2 separate regions of the Mus musculus genome follow, and region 2 is linked to region 1. A link is a contact called in public Hi-C data. All regions are on one chromosome and are shown on one strand. The core of a region is the stretch at or near the end of the contact, and the rest is flanking DNA. Distances in the headings are between cores, read along the strand shown.

What was found. A called contact is a pair of places that touch in the nucleus more often than the background predicts.
Region 2: a contact with region 1 is called in a Hi-C map of nephron progenitors, with 1.8 times the contacts expected there. The contact joins two enhancer-like sites. A contact is called at or near these places in 2 of 484 Hi-C or Micro-C datasets (nephron progenitors and uterus), 7 of 115 datasets of contacts at active chromatin or transcription factors (CD8 T cells, bone marrow-derived macrophages, double positive thymocytes and 3 more) and 4 of 9 other capture datasets (adipose tissue, embryonic stem cells, liver and 1 more).

Annotation. Positions count from the first base shown.
Region 1 is chr4:62,655,311-62,662,115 of GRCm38.p6, forward strand. The region is part of intron 10 of Rgs3 (regulator of G-protein signaling 3); the gene reads left to right. Gm52741 (a long non-coding RNA gene) reads right to left here. Exons shown (of 3, transcript XR_003955422.1): 2 at 6,257-6,343; 3 at 4,535-6,067. Among named protein-coding and RNA genes, the nearest start is that of Gm52741, 11 kb to the right of the region's middle. Within about 2 kb of position 5,426, at least 129 of the 459 cell types and tissues checked have an H3K27ac peak or open chromatin away from gene starts, as enhancers often do. A contact at or near this core is called in nephron progenitors and uterus, where this site is marked.
Region 2 is chr4:62,740,402-62,747,288 of GRCm38.p6, forward strand. No RefSeq gene overlaps it. Among named protein-coding and RNA genes, the nearest start is that of Gm11211, 16 kb to the left of the region's middle. Within about 2 kb of position 4,305, at least 74 of the 459 cell types and tissues checked have an H3K27ac peak or open chromatin away from gene starts, as enhancers often do. A contact at or near this core is called in nephron progenitors and uterus, where this site is marked.

The sequences.
Region 1 (6,805 bases), core at 4,176-6,675:
ATCACCTGCTTGGTCTCTTCTGCTCTGTGATCCTAAGAGCCCAGGGACTGGGACTAACCACCTCTCTTAGAAAAATACACTCTGGAGAGTTCTGCCCAACTTTCTGTGACATAGGTGGGAAGGGAGGAGCAGGTCTGTGGCTCTTGGCAACATAGAGATCCTATGTTGGTGTGTGTGTTGTTTCATTCAACTGTGGGTGTCTTTGTGTGCAGGTCAGACGTCTATGTTAGGGTGTCTTCTTCGGTTGCTTTTCATCTTAGTTTTAGAGCTAGGGTTTCCCACTGATTACACTAGGCCAGCTAGCCAGTGGGTTCCCAGGATCTGCTTGTCTTGGCCTGTCTAGCACTGGGATTACAGGAATGTGACACTATACTTGGCTTTTTACATGGCTGTTGGGTTCCCAAACTCAGATATCCCTATGTTTGTGCAGCAAGCACATTGCCTACCAAGCCATCTTCTCCAGCCTGCGCCTTCACCCTTCTGAGACAGGGTTGCACGTAGCCTAGGCTGGCTTCAAGCTCCATATGTTGCTGAGGATGACCTTGACCTTTGGGTCACATCTGCCCCAGCCTTCCAAGTGCTAGGATTACAGATGCCAACCACTATACTCAGTTTATACAGTTCTGGGAATTGAACCCAGGGCTTTGTGTGTGCCAAGGAAGTACTCTATCTACCAAGTCCATCCTCAGCTCTCAGTAGGTTCTCTTCTGTGGGAACAAATGATCTGCCTCCTGTTCTATTGCAGCTTCTTTTTCCTGCTCAGCACCCAGGCTTCTTCTTTAGAGCTCTGCCCTTCTCTTGCTTCATTATATGCCCCCGGGGAGCATCGTCCTTTCTTCTGCCTTTGATAATGTGGACTAGGCTCCCTGTGCTACACACCCAGCTTAACTGTGATGCTTCTCATTAGATTTGCTCAGAGCTGGCCCCTGCGGTGGCCAGTGAGGCTCAAAGCTGCCAGGGACTGGCTGATCTATATCGTTTTGATTATTTGATCAAGTACACATGATGGATGTGTCCTCGGTGTCTGACGCTGCTTTAGATTCTTTGGGGTTACAGAGATGAATGACACCCCATCCTGGTCCTTATAGACTTCTAATTGGATGATGGGGGCGCTGAGATGGTGATCCGAGCAATGGGAGCCACACTTGTGGCAGTTGTCCATGGGGGTCCTGACTGTCCATTCAGAGTCAGCACTGACGGATCACTCATGCAGGTGCTTCTGGGCCAGGCTCCAGAACCTTCTGAACAAGAGTAGTTTTGTTTCAGCCCTCAGGGGCCTGAGGACCAACTCCATTCTCAAGTGGATCCTGGGCTCCATGGGCTTTATGGAGAAAGCCATCACAGCCTCTCCTTTGTGAACCAGGGATGGCAACAGATAGTTCAGAATGACCGCACAGACTTGATATTGGGAGAACTTGGGGCTGTGCAGGATGCAGCAGCACACAGGAGGTCCCCAGTGAACTACCTGCTATAACTTTCATCGTTGTCTTTTAGCATGACTGTGTAGGACAATTTACTGGTATCCCTGTTTACTGAGGTCAACACTGGTACCCAAGCGCATCTAACAACTATTTCCAGATATCCTAGTAGCCACATGCCAGATTTCAGGGCCCTGGAAGGGAAACTGAGGCCTCTTCCAGACGTGACACTGCCTTGCGACAGCTAGAGATAAATCTCAGAGATGCCAGGAACTATTTGAGTGTCTTAGAAAGGAGCCCAGTCAGGTTGTGGACTCAGGCAGTCCTGATCAGAGTGGACAGCGAGCTAATTCCAGTTCTGTCTGGTTCCACAGAAACTTCACCCTTACGGCTCTCTCCAGCAGGAGATGGGGCCAGTCACCTCCATCAGTGCCACCCAGGATAGAAGCTTTACCTCATCAGGACAGACCCTGATTGGCTGAGCAAGTCCAAGGGCAGGACTATGCTTCTGGCAACTCTGGGGCTTCCCCTATCACACAGTAACCTCATCTCAACTGGACCCAAAACAGAAGACCAAGATGGTGGGCCTAGGGTCACCTGGAGGGAGTGGTCCCAAGGGTGTGTGTGGACCTGGCAACAGGAGGAACAGTGGTATGAGGGACCCTGTGGGTTTGTGCAGACTGGTACCAGGAAGTCCTGGATGGAGAAGACGCCAAAACAGGAGGCTAAGTGGCACCTGGGCACCTTCCTGGGCACAGCAGGAAAGAGGGAGAGGGCACTCGAACGGAAGATGGTGCCTGTGACCCATTCCTGCTGGAAGACATCTCTCCTTCCCACTCCTATTTCAAATGGACACATTTACTTCCTCAGTCAGTGGGTACTGGGGGACATCTCCTTTGTGCTAGGGTGTGTGCTAGAAGATGCTGTGCTCCCATCAAGATCCCAGCCCTCCCCGTCCCAACAGGGAGAGAACACCAAATAAATCAACACTGATACACACATACACTGCAAGGGTCTGTACAGAAACATCACAGATGTCTTCAGACAGGGCATTATGTCTCCTTGCTACGTGTGGGCTATGAAGGGGAACCATACAGCTTGAGCTGGAGAGGAGCTAGCCAGCCAAGGACTTTGAAGAGAGCGTTCCAGGCAGTGGAAGAAGCTTGAGGAAAGGTGTCACAGACTCCTCCCGGTGCATATCTACAAGATCAGATTGCAGTTAGGAGGGGCCCAAGTGGCTGTGAGACTGGTTAGGGCTCCCCTTCAGGCCTCCAGGGTGAGGGGTGATGGTGGTTTGTTCTAGAGGGCGCTGCGATGGTAGGTATTGGAAGGGTAGGCTCTGGGATAAGGAGTGATGCTAGCTCACCCTTGCCTGCCCTCGTGCTCCGTTGGGTCTTGCTATCTTGGTGGCGTGAGGTTTGAGGCCTCCCTCCTAGGGATTCCTCTACTCAGACCAGAGTTGAGCTTTTGGGAATGCCCATGAGCACCGAAACAGTAAAGCTTAATTTTCCCAAGATGGGAAAGTTCATGTCTCCCCTGCTTCCAGGCTCCGTAGAGATCACCTGTATCTGCTCTACCTGTCATGCTAAGAGAAGGAAGCTAGGGCCTTGCACTCTGAGAACTCCCGTTTTTTGCTTTCTGTAGGGCTTCTAAGGAGCAGCAGCCGGTGGCCAGGACCAAGTGTAGCTCAGCAACCTTTACAGAGACAACATGAAAGGAATCTTGCCCAGGTCCAGTAATGAGAGCTGGGTCCACTCCCATGCTCTGGGCTAGGTAGCTCACCCTTTTCTAACTGTAGAGACCCAGCAGGACAGAATCTCAAGGCTGTGGATTGGAAGGACGAGGGCCATATGCTAGAGAGTATTTGTCGGGTTAGGTACTGAGCACGCAGAGGCAGAAAGCTGCAGTGATGGCTAAGGCCAGAGAAGCCCCAGACCTGAGTCTTAAGTACCTTAAGGACGATTCTTGTGCTCTTTTGAGTTTGCTAAACTACCAGAGCCACCTGAGCCCCTAAATGGTGGCCCAGGAGAGTGCATGTCCCTTATTTTCCTTCCAACTTTGGAAAAATGAGCCATGCTGAGTTATCAGTCTAACAGGGAATGGGGTGACTCTGCAGGAATCAGGCTAACACCCAGCCCAGCAAGGAAAGATTGGCTTGGTTCAAGGGTTGTGTAGCACCACACTGCCAGCCAGTGATCAGCCCACGGGGTAAATCCGAACAGCCGGGTCTGTGCAGACAGCAAACCACACTTTGATTTCACTTGATTCTCTCACCTAATGATTGATCGTGAGGTCATGAAGCCCAGGAGGACCACCTGCGTGGGAAATCAGCTATCTTGTTTCGCTTGCATCTGGGCACAGACCTCTGTCCAACAGATGGGCACAGAAGACAAGAAGAGGATCTGAACATAACACCCACCCCGGGGACGAGCCGTTCTCCCTGATCAGCAACTTCTGAGTGGAACAGATTCTCCCATCAAGCTCCCAGGCCTACTGGCTGATGGGGAAGAGGAAGGTACTCCTGGCAAGTCCTGGGCTAGCTTGCTCCATGACTGTGGTGAGCCACGGCACCATGGCCATCTTGCTTCATAAATCAATGTGACAATTAATTTGGTGTCGTGGGCCCGAGAGGATGAAATATGACCCGGTGGCCTCCGCTCTTCAGTCCATCCCAGCTGTTCAAGAGGAGGAGGAGCTCTCAGCGTGGCCTCTGAGAGTCATAATCACGGGAACCACGCCGGCCCCCTCCCTGCCACATAAATCACGCTAAGAAGCACACAACGACTTCTTTCCTGATGGGCTAATTGTCTTGGGTGGTGTCTCCGGCCCCAGGAGCGGGGAGGTCGGGAGCACAGCCACTTTATTGTTGAAAGGCCATCTGTGAGATTTGAATACAAAGTGCCTCTTTGAGTCTCCTACCCGTTCTGGGATCCCATTTCTGTGTCTCCCACTCTGAGTCCTTTGAAGCTCATCTCTCATAGAAGCCCTCATTGCCTGAGTCCTTTGGCCCTTTGGGAGCTGGAATTATACAGACCTTCTGAGAATGGTGATTCTTATTTGTACATGTCTTATTATTATTACTATTATAATAATAATTATTATTATTAATTTCCCCTCCGACTCCTGTCATCAAGACCCTTACTAATCACAGTCAACTCCAAGGCACCAAGAAGGTTCTCCACAGTACAGGCACGGGCAGCTTTGCCACGTGGATGCATTCCTTCAGTGAGAACCCTGCAGGGAGCATGCGCTTTGGAGAGGGCAGGGGGGTCCCGCCGAGCTTAGACTCCCCTAAACAGACACATCTTACGAACAAAACAGTAAAGGCTTCTGAAGCATTAGGTGACTGAACCTGTGGTGGCTCAGCTGGTGAGAGACCCAGTCCTTTGTCCTGTGTGGATGCAAAGGTGTTTTGAGGGACAGAAGGAAGAAAAGTCACCCATGAGCCTCCAGGAGAGGCAGGAGACAATGATGGCTGTCTCAGACATCTTGGTCTCTTCCACGGAGGAAGCATGCTTTGGAGACAGATTAAGTGAGGAGCGATAGTTTTCCTAAGTGGTGGCCCAGGTTGAAAACAAACAAGCAAACAAACAAAACCAGAAAAACCTATTTCCACAGGATTTGACAAAAGTCTGCCGTGAAAGGCAGAGATGCTCTCCGGCGGCGGCAAGCTCCCTGGAGGACCTTCCCCTTCTCAGTCTGGCTTTCAGCAGGATCATTGGTCACCGTCATGGGGGCACCCTGGCAGTAAAGGAATGATGACAGAGGCAGGGAAGAGTAGCTTAGGCTCGGGCCTGCTAGTCTGAGCATAGGTACAGAATATAGAGACTTAACCCAAATGCAGTGAAGAGGGCTCCCCTCTGCCAGGATCTGAGCCTGGGTTTTGCTAATCCACTGGGTTTAGACCAACAGATCTAAGTAACTGGGAACCGAAGGGATCAGATTTCAGCCCCCCTCCTCCCACTCCCTCTCCGCAGAGCATTCTTTTCCCCAGCTCCACTGCTTTTCTGGCTGCCTCCAGACCTCCTGCCCTCCCTCCCTCCACTGCTGGCCAGGCTGAGGGCAGACTGCTTTATGTTAGGACTCGGCCATCTTTCTTCTCTTTTTTTTAACTCTTAAGGAACAGAGAACAACCTGCCTCTGTGCTCTGTCTTACTTTCCTTTTGCTCCAAGCTAGTCTCTAGAAAGGCTGCCACTCCCCAGCCATTGAGTGTTGGATGATCTGCCAGACACTCCTGTGTGAGCCAGGCATGGCTTCTAACTCCTGCCCTTCGCTTTCTCTTTGACCTTCACTAGAGCCTGATGTGGTATGGTATCCCCTTAAGAATAGACTCCTGCTCTACCTAGTTTGTAGGTACTGGATCTTCAAAAGGTTAAACTTGCTGAGATCACACAGCTAATGTCTGCACACATTAGTGGGTCAACTGTTTCCTTGCAACCACAGACCATTCATTCCAGCTGAGAAGGCCTGACAGGGCTGGGTCATCAGTGCCTTGTTGAAGGGCTCTCCCGAGGTCACAGCTTGACTCTCCATGCTCTTCTGGCTCCATGGGTGGGAGTGTCCCTCCCAAAAGTTCTTGTGACTTCCCATGGGCAGGCTGTTCCTTGACACCATTGTTCACTTTCAATGTCCCTGGCGGCTGCAGTCCCTAGGGAGACCAGGGCTTAGCACCTCTTTGACACACCCTTTCTGAGGTGTGCCTCAGAGATGGCTGTCCCCGCCCACACTGTGCTTGCCAGAGGAGTGTGTTCCATGCCTATTAGCATGGTGAACCAGGCAGTAAGGTCTGCCACACCGGAAAGCCTGCAAGCTCCTTAGGGGCAAGCGGAGGCCATACCTTATTTCATGTTGCATGGCTCATAGGAGATGCTCTGTAGCGGTCAGAGGCCTGAATTCAACTGATGGGCGGGTCCCTCCTTCTATTCTATAATAGAGAAGAAGAAACAGGATCACAAAGAGGAAGTGGCTTTTTTTTGCCCAGGGCCATGAGCCCTGGGACCAGAGCTGAGGTTTGGTTCAGAGGTTTTACTCTTGCTTCAGAGGCTATGCAGATACCAGCAGGCCCACACCCGGCTTAATCTATGATGCAATCTGGCCAGGGTTAAACCCTATCTCCACGCTCATGCAGGCATCCTCAGAGGGAAGAAAACCTGATCATAACACCCTGGTTCTCTAAGTCTGAGGGTACCCCTCTCCACACACACACACACACACACACACACACACACACACACACACACACACACCTGCCTCTGAGAAAACCAGGGTAGGGATTCAGAAGCCCTGGTCTTGAGTAGTGACTTATCTAGTACTTGCTGTGTGACCTTGAACAAATCACTTCACTTTTCTGATCATCTGTTTCCTTACACACACACACACACACACG
Region 2 (6,887 bases), core at 3,055-5,554, 84 kb after region 1:
GAGCACCATGAGAGCTTTATATCCAGATTCACAACCTCAAAGCCCACCCCCAGAGACACACCTCCTCCAACAAGGCCACACCTACTCCACCTAGACCACACCTTCTCCAACTAGGCCACACCTTCTCCAACAAGGCCACACCCCCTAATTCTTCCCAACAGTACTACTTCCTGGTGACCTAACATTCAAATATATGATATGAGTCTATGAGGGCCATTTTCCTTTACATAGCCACAGAAGGTGAGAATAGAAGTATACTTGTAATCCCGGCACTCTGGAAGCTGAGGCAGGAGGATTGTTATGAGTTTGAGGCCAGCTTGGGCTACATAGTGAGAGCTAATCTAATGAGGGCAACATAGCAAAATTCTGCTTCAAAAACATAGTCAAATCACCAATAAGTAGGACAAAGTAGAACATAGGGTCGGTCAGGGGTGTGTCTCAGTGGCTCAGTGTGCTTATCATGATCAAAGCCCTTGGGAATTCCCCAGCCTTCTGAATAAACTGAATGAGTAAAAATACATTTAAACCTGCTACTATTATTCTGCTAAAGGAACATGGCAATAAGACGACTGCTCGAGACACACTGCTGTATTCATAGTCAGCGCCTCCCTCAGGACTCTGTATGGAAGAGGAGGCAGAGAGATTGTGAGGACCAGGGGACATGGAGGGCACCAAAAACCAGGGTCTTCCAGACTCAAGGGGTCTGATCGACACACGTATCAAAGAGACTGTGACAGTACAAGACCCCCACAGGTTCAAACCAGACAAAACTCCCCAGCACTGACGAGGGACGTAGGCACAACCCCTACCCATCACAAAGGAGCTACCTGCAACTGATGCCAGCTGGCAAAGGGGAAAACCAGCTTTTCCAATGGAGTCTCATGGGAACATTTACCACACTCCAGGTCAGGTCCCGTGCTCAGGAGCAGTTGGCTGACATGAAGGATTCCATGGGGTTTGTTCTTGTTTATTGTTTTGGAATTTTGGGGCTTATCTTTTGTTTGTTTTGATTTTATTCTATTTTTATTTTTGTTAGACACACACACATAGAAAGACAGAAAGAGAGAGAGAGAGACAGAGACAGACAGAGACAGAGACAGAGGGGAGAGAGAAAAAACATGAAGTGGTGTGGGCAGGGGGGAGGGGAGGGCCTGGGGGGTGGGGGAGGAGGAAAACATGATTACAGTATATTGTATTACACATTTTTAATTGAAAAATAGCATGTAAATCCTTATCTCTTGCCCTCTGTGTTTCACTTTCCTCCCAAATGCCAACTGCCCAGTCCTCTTCAGACCCCAGCGGGCCCCTCTAGCCACAGTGGAGGGAAGGAGTGTGAGGTATTCAGTCGCCTGTCTGGACAATGGAGACTGTGGACAATGGGCCTGAGTGCCCTCGTGGAATGTTGTGTCAGAGGTGCAGGCTTAGTGGAGGAAATGGCAGAGAATGCCTTGAGCCTAGCACCAGGAAACAGAGCAGGGAGGGAGAAGGTTAGTCAGAAATCCCTGAAGAGAGAGGGGCTCAGGGGGCCAGGGGCCCCTTTCCCTGAAGGAGAGGCAGCCTCTGTTTGTTCCCTGAGGTTGGGTCTGGGTCAGCTCAAGTGTTCTGGGGAATGGAGGAAAAGGGGATGCTGGCTGAGGTCTGGGAGGGTCACCATCTTCAGCATACTGCCTGATCCTGTAGTCCTGCCGAAACAAGCCTAAGAGAATCTTCCGGGAAGGGGCTAGATCTACGTGAGCTGCAATACTCATGGGGTATGGGATTCATGAGGCAGAGGGAGGACCCAAGAGTGGGTCCATGTGGAACCCATCAAGGGGCCTAATCAGATAATAAAATACTCTGTACTACAAAGTCCCTTCACGCTGCACCTGGAGTCGGACGGTCCCCACGTCTTCCAGGGGACAGTCTCTCCTGGTAGCCCAGGAACAAGCTAACAGGCTTGTCTCAATAGACGCACCAAGGGATGCCACGGTGATCTTTGGCTGCAGTGATCAACCAGAAAGTTCCGGAGAGGGAGGAGGGGAGGCCTAACAGAGCACTACCCCATGCGGGATTTGCTGGGCTGTGTCTCCCCGAGCCTGGTCTCATCAGGTGACAAGGGGTGGTACTCAGGCCAGTTCCCTAAGGCAGACTTCTCTCCCCATTTTAGTCTACACAGAGACACATGGGCGCCGAAGGGATAGATATCATTGGATCTCTGACCATCTATCTCTCTGTGCCCTGCTGTGGTCTGGTTCCTTCTAACAGCACAGGAGATGAGGGACAGGTAGTGAGGCCCCATCATCACGCAAATAGAACTTCTGTCCTAAGGAAGAAGGGTCCCTCTAGGTCAGCTCTGGAACCCAGTGTGGGCCTTGGTAGGGGGGGGGGCTGCTTTGCTTCCAGGCCTGGTCACAGAGTCAAAGGTCAAGCCGTGCTAAGGAAAGCACCAGATCTGTGTGCTTTTGCCGCGCTTATCAGTTGTGGAGAGAGGTATGCGTACTTGTGCACCCAGCTCATAGCGCTTTCATTCAAGTCAAGGCTCTCCTGGTGAGGCTACCCACAGGGACACTCTGCCCTGGAGGTCACAGACTATGTGACAAAGAACAGGGACACAAGATTCCTGGAGAAAGCTGCTGGGGAGGGGTCCTGGTCCGGACATTCTTTCTGCAGAACCGAGTCCTTTTGTCCCCTAGGGGCGTGGGGGTACCTGCCTCGGGAGACCTGGGAACTCCCAGAGGGCAGGGACCATGGAACCACAGACAGGGAATTGAGAGGATCCTGGCCAACAGCTCTCTAGATGACCTTCCCTCTGTCTCCACCTGCCCTTGCATCACTATGAGGAGGTCAGAAAGAGTCTGACCACCAGGGTTCCTCGGAATTCCCCAGTCACGAAGGCACTGTGCATTTCCCTAAAAGGCCTGGCAGAGACATCTGGGCTCAAAGACTCCAGATTACATCAAAGAGCACGGAAGCAATCTGGTCAGCATTTCCTGGTGGAAGGTACCAGCGACATTCCTGGCCTTGAGGTGGCCCGGGGAAGGAGCAGCCAGCCCCACTGAGCCCCAGCGTGGGAAAACAGCTGGAGACAGCAGGGATTAGGAATCCACCCATGCCTGGCTCACCCACCTCGGGTTTCTCACCCAGGAGACTCTAGTCTGGTGTTGTAAACAGGTTTAAGGCTTCCAGAAGTCTGTGAGCGAGGGCAAGGGTAAGGTTTCAGATCAACACTGGAGTTTGGGGTTGCCAGCTTTCCTGGTGCTGTCTTGCATGTTGGCAGTGGGTGTGGGGCTTCTGTTGTTTGGAAACATGTCTCATATGACGGAAGAAAGGATCTGAAAACTACAAACAGAAAAAAATATCAAAGTTCAAATCCAACAATCACTACTGAATGTGTGTGTGTGTGCATGTGCGTGTGTGCGTGCGTGTATGTGTGTGTGTGCGTGTGCGTGTGTGTGTGTGTGTGTGTGTGTGTGTGTGTGATAGAGAGAGAGAGAGAGAGAGAGAGAGAGAGAGAGAGAGGGAGAGACATCATGGATTGTGTGGAGTGGACTGAGGGATCAGAGAGGTTATGTCACTTGCTTGGAGCCACACAGCTAGCAGTGGGCAACTTGGCTTTGTCCCTGTGGGAAAGTGGCTGAGACAAGGTGTTCAAGTTGAAGGTCCTTCTCATTCTTCCTCTGTTCAGCGTGTTGACTGGGTGGTAGACCTGGGCCCAGAGGTGAAACCCTGTTTCCATGGTTACACACTCCTCATAGCTGGTCTGATGGAGCCGCCTCCAGGAGCTCAACATCCAGAGCTGGTGCTGCTGAGGCTGGAGGAAAGGCTGACAGGCAATGTCCACCCCCAGCTCTGTTCACAGAAGGGTCCACAGTGACTGGAGGGCCCCCAGAGTCAAGGCGACAAAATGGTTGGGGACACTGGTTTTGCAAGCAGCTGGATCCGAATTCCAACTCAGCACTGTCTCTGTGACTTTGAACAAATTCCTTACCATCTCTGAGCCTCAGTTTCCCCAACTTGTTCAAGAAGAGGGAAACCACTTTCCTTGCAGGGAAGCTACACAGAAAGCATTTGGCCCATGGTCAGAGCAGCAGGCATGCTCCCAGAGGGAGCTGCTCTGGTTCACCCCAGGCCTGGGCACACCCTTCATATGCTCCTGGTTCTGTTCTCTCCAGATATCTCTGGGGTGCTCTGGGAGGCCAGGGCTTCCTTGGGTAGGGCAACCCAGGCCAGCTTCCCCACGGAGATCAAGTTCCCAGCTACTCCATGGAGCCAGATAAACACAGGGGAGACAGCTCGGCTCCTCAGGCCGCCCACTAACTACCAGATTCCGAAGCCACGCAGCTGCGGCTGCCCACTGTGATTGTGCCTGGCTCCAGTGTCCCTGGCCCGCTGCTGCCACCCTCCTGGGACCCTGAAGCCTGAACTCGGGGTGTGGTGAAGGCGGGGCTAACCTTGGCAGCTGTTTCCCAGGCAGAACCCTGGCCTTCTGGCTTTGCCCAACCAGCCACCTCTCTCCTCTGGTAATGACATCATTGACCTGTGGGGTGGACCCAGGGCTCTAAGGACACCCCCGTACCTGTGCATCTCAGCTCTCTACTGTCATACTTTATAATGTCTACACTTTTCTGTTCTTGGTTTTTACTTTCTGGACGACTAGGTTTTCAGCATCAATGAGCAAGATGTGAAATTCTAGATCCTTAATGAGTTGATAATTTGTGTCTGGTGAACTCTTACCAGTCCTCCAAAACCCAGCTCAAAACACCCTTTCTCACCTTCCTGTGACTTGCCTCAGGCCACTCTGCACAGTTCCCTGCACACAGTCAAGTGACCTTTTAGCAGTAGGGGACAGAAGGAGACTGTAAAGTCCTTCTCTCCAGGGAGCCTTCAGCTGCTGTCCTCTAGTCTCCATTTCATCCCCCCCCCCCACCCCCCTGCCCACCTTTGAGAGCCAGGTTCAGGTGGGCTCCTCCCACAGGCAGAGAGGAAAGGCCTAGACCACCCCCAGAGCCTGAGCTGCAGATTTTAATTGGTGTTTATTTGATGCCTGCTGGTCTCCTTTCCTGGAATGTAAATTCTCTGGGGAACTTGGGAGTCTGGTGGGCCCAGAACACTAGACTAATGTGCAAATGTTAAAGCAAGGGCCTGTCCTGTGCTCTGCCTAGGTTTCCCCTGCCTTCTCTCTCTCTCTCTCTCTCTCTCTCTCTCTCTCTCTCTCTCTCCCTCTCTCCCTCTCTCCCTCTCTCCCCTCTCCCTCTCCCTCTCCCCCTCTCTCTTCCCCACTCTCTCTCTCTCTCTCTCCCCCTGTCTGTCTGTCTGTCTGTCTCTCTCTCTCTTGTCTGTGTGCCTCTCAGCAGGACCTTTCTTCTCTGCCTTGACTGTAACATGTTGGTTTTTTAGATGTTTATGTAGAGAGAAAAGCATCCAGTATGCCCATTGTTTAACAGATGTAAATCAAGCTCCAGTAACTACTAGAGTGTCAGTAGCTGTGGCGGAAACCCAGGGTGTCTCTCTCTCTCTGTAAGGAAGAAGGACCTCAACTTCTGCCCCTTTACCAAGTGGTGTTGCCGACTGTGGCATTCTGAAAACAGAGGAATGAGTTCTTCATTGTTCATTGTTGGGATGCTCTGTGGGGTGTCACAGTTCACAGATTCCATGTGTTTGACTTCTGCAATGTGATGTCCTCACGTAGCTCCCCCATCCTCCATCTTTGCCTGTCACCCTGGCACACAATGTCACATGCTCATCTAACCTATTACCCCCCCCCCCCCCCCACTACACACACACACACACACACACACACACACACACACACACACACACAGAGAGAGAGAGACACTGGCCTCTGCTCTCCTGGGGCCCTTGTGCATGCTGGTTTTACAGAATGTCCTCAGTTGTGGGATACACATTTCATCACTTTGAATAACTAAGGCCAAACTATTTTGTGAAATGTTTGTACTGATTTTTCACTCCCTCCCCTTCCAGGGAGAGTCCTCACTGCTCTGTGGTCATCTACGCTGAACAGAGGACATTGGCTTTGGGGCAAATGTCATTCCAGCGGACACGACAATGGTTTCTAAGAATGACCCTCTTTCCCTGCACCGCAGAACAAAACAACAAAACAAGATAGAACCTCTCACACAGTGCACGCTGTCCGCACTGCCTGGAGTCTTCGTCTCTGCTGGTCCTGCAGGTGTATTATTTCTTTCGTTGCGATTTTACTTTGAGTTGGTGTGGCTAGTACCTTCGAGCATCTTTTCAGCTTGCAGTAGCTATCTGAATTTCCTTTGGTGGGGAGCTGTTTGTCTCCTTTCCTTTTACGAATTCTTTGGATGGATTCTGGGTCTGAGTTCTTTGTGTGATGCATTGTGGGAACATCTCCTCTCCCCTTGAGGCGTGTTTCCTCATCGCCTAAGTGATGATCAGAAATGTAACACGTTTTTAAAAAGTATCATGATTTTCCTAGAAGGTTAGTGCTTTCTCCTCTGTGTGTGTGTGTGTGGGTGTTGTGGGTTTGTATGTGGCTGTGTACATAAGTGTGAAGGTGAGAACTCCTGCCCCCCACCCCATGCTTCCCCCCACCTCGCCCCACCACCATGCCTATGGTGGCCAGAGAAGGATGTCTGAATCCTGATCCATCATGTTCTACTGCCATATTCCCAGCAGCCTTCCTCTGCTGGTATCCCACGACTCTGGCATCTTCAACATCTTTGGATCTCCAAAGCAACTTCAACTTCACAGCGTCTTGTTCCAATGTCTGAGTTCTACACATGATCTTCTGAGCTCCTCCAAAGGGCTTGGGTCACATCTCCAGCTCTGCCCTCTGTAGCACTCTAAGCTCACGTTGATTCACTCCACTGCTGCTGCTGTTCTTGGTGGTCATCCCATCTCCAACACACTGGGGTCTTCTG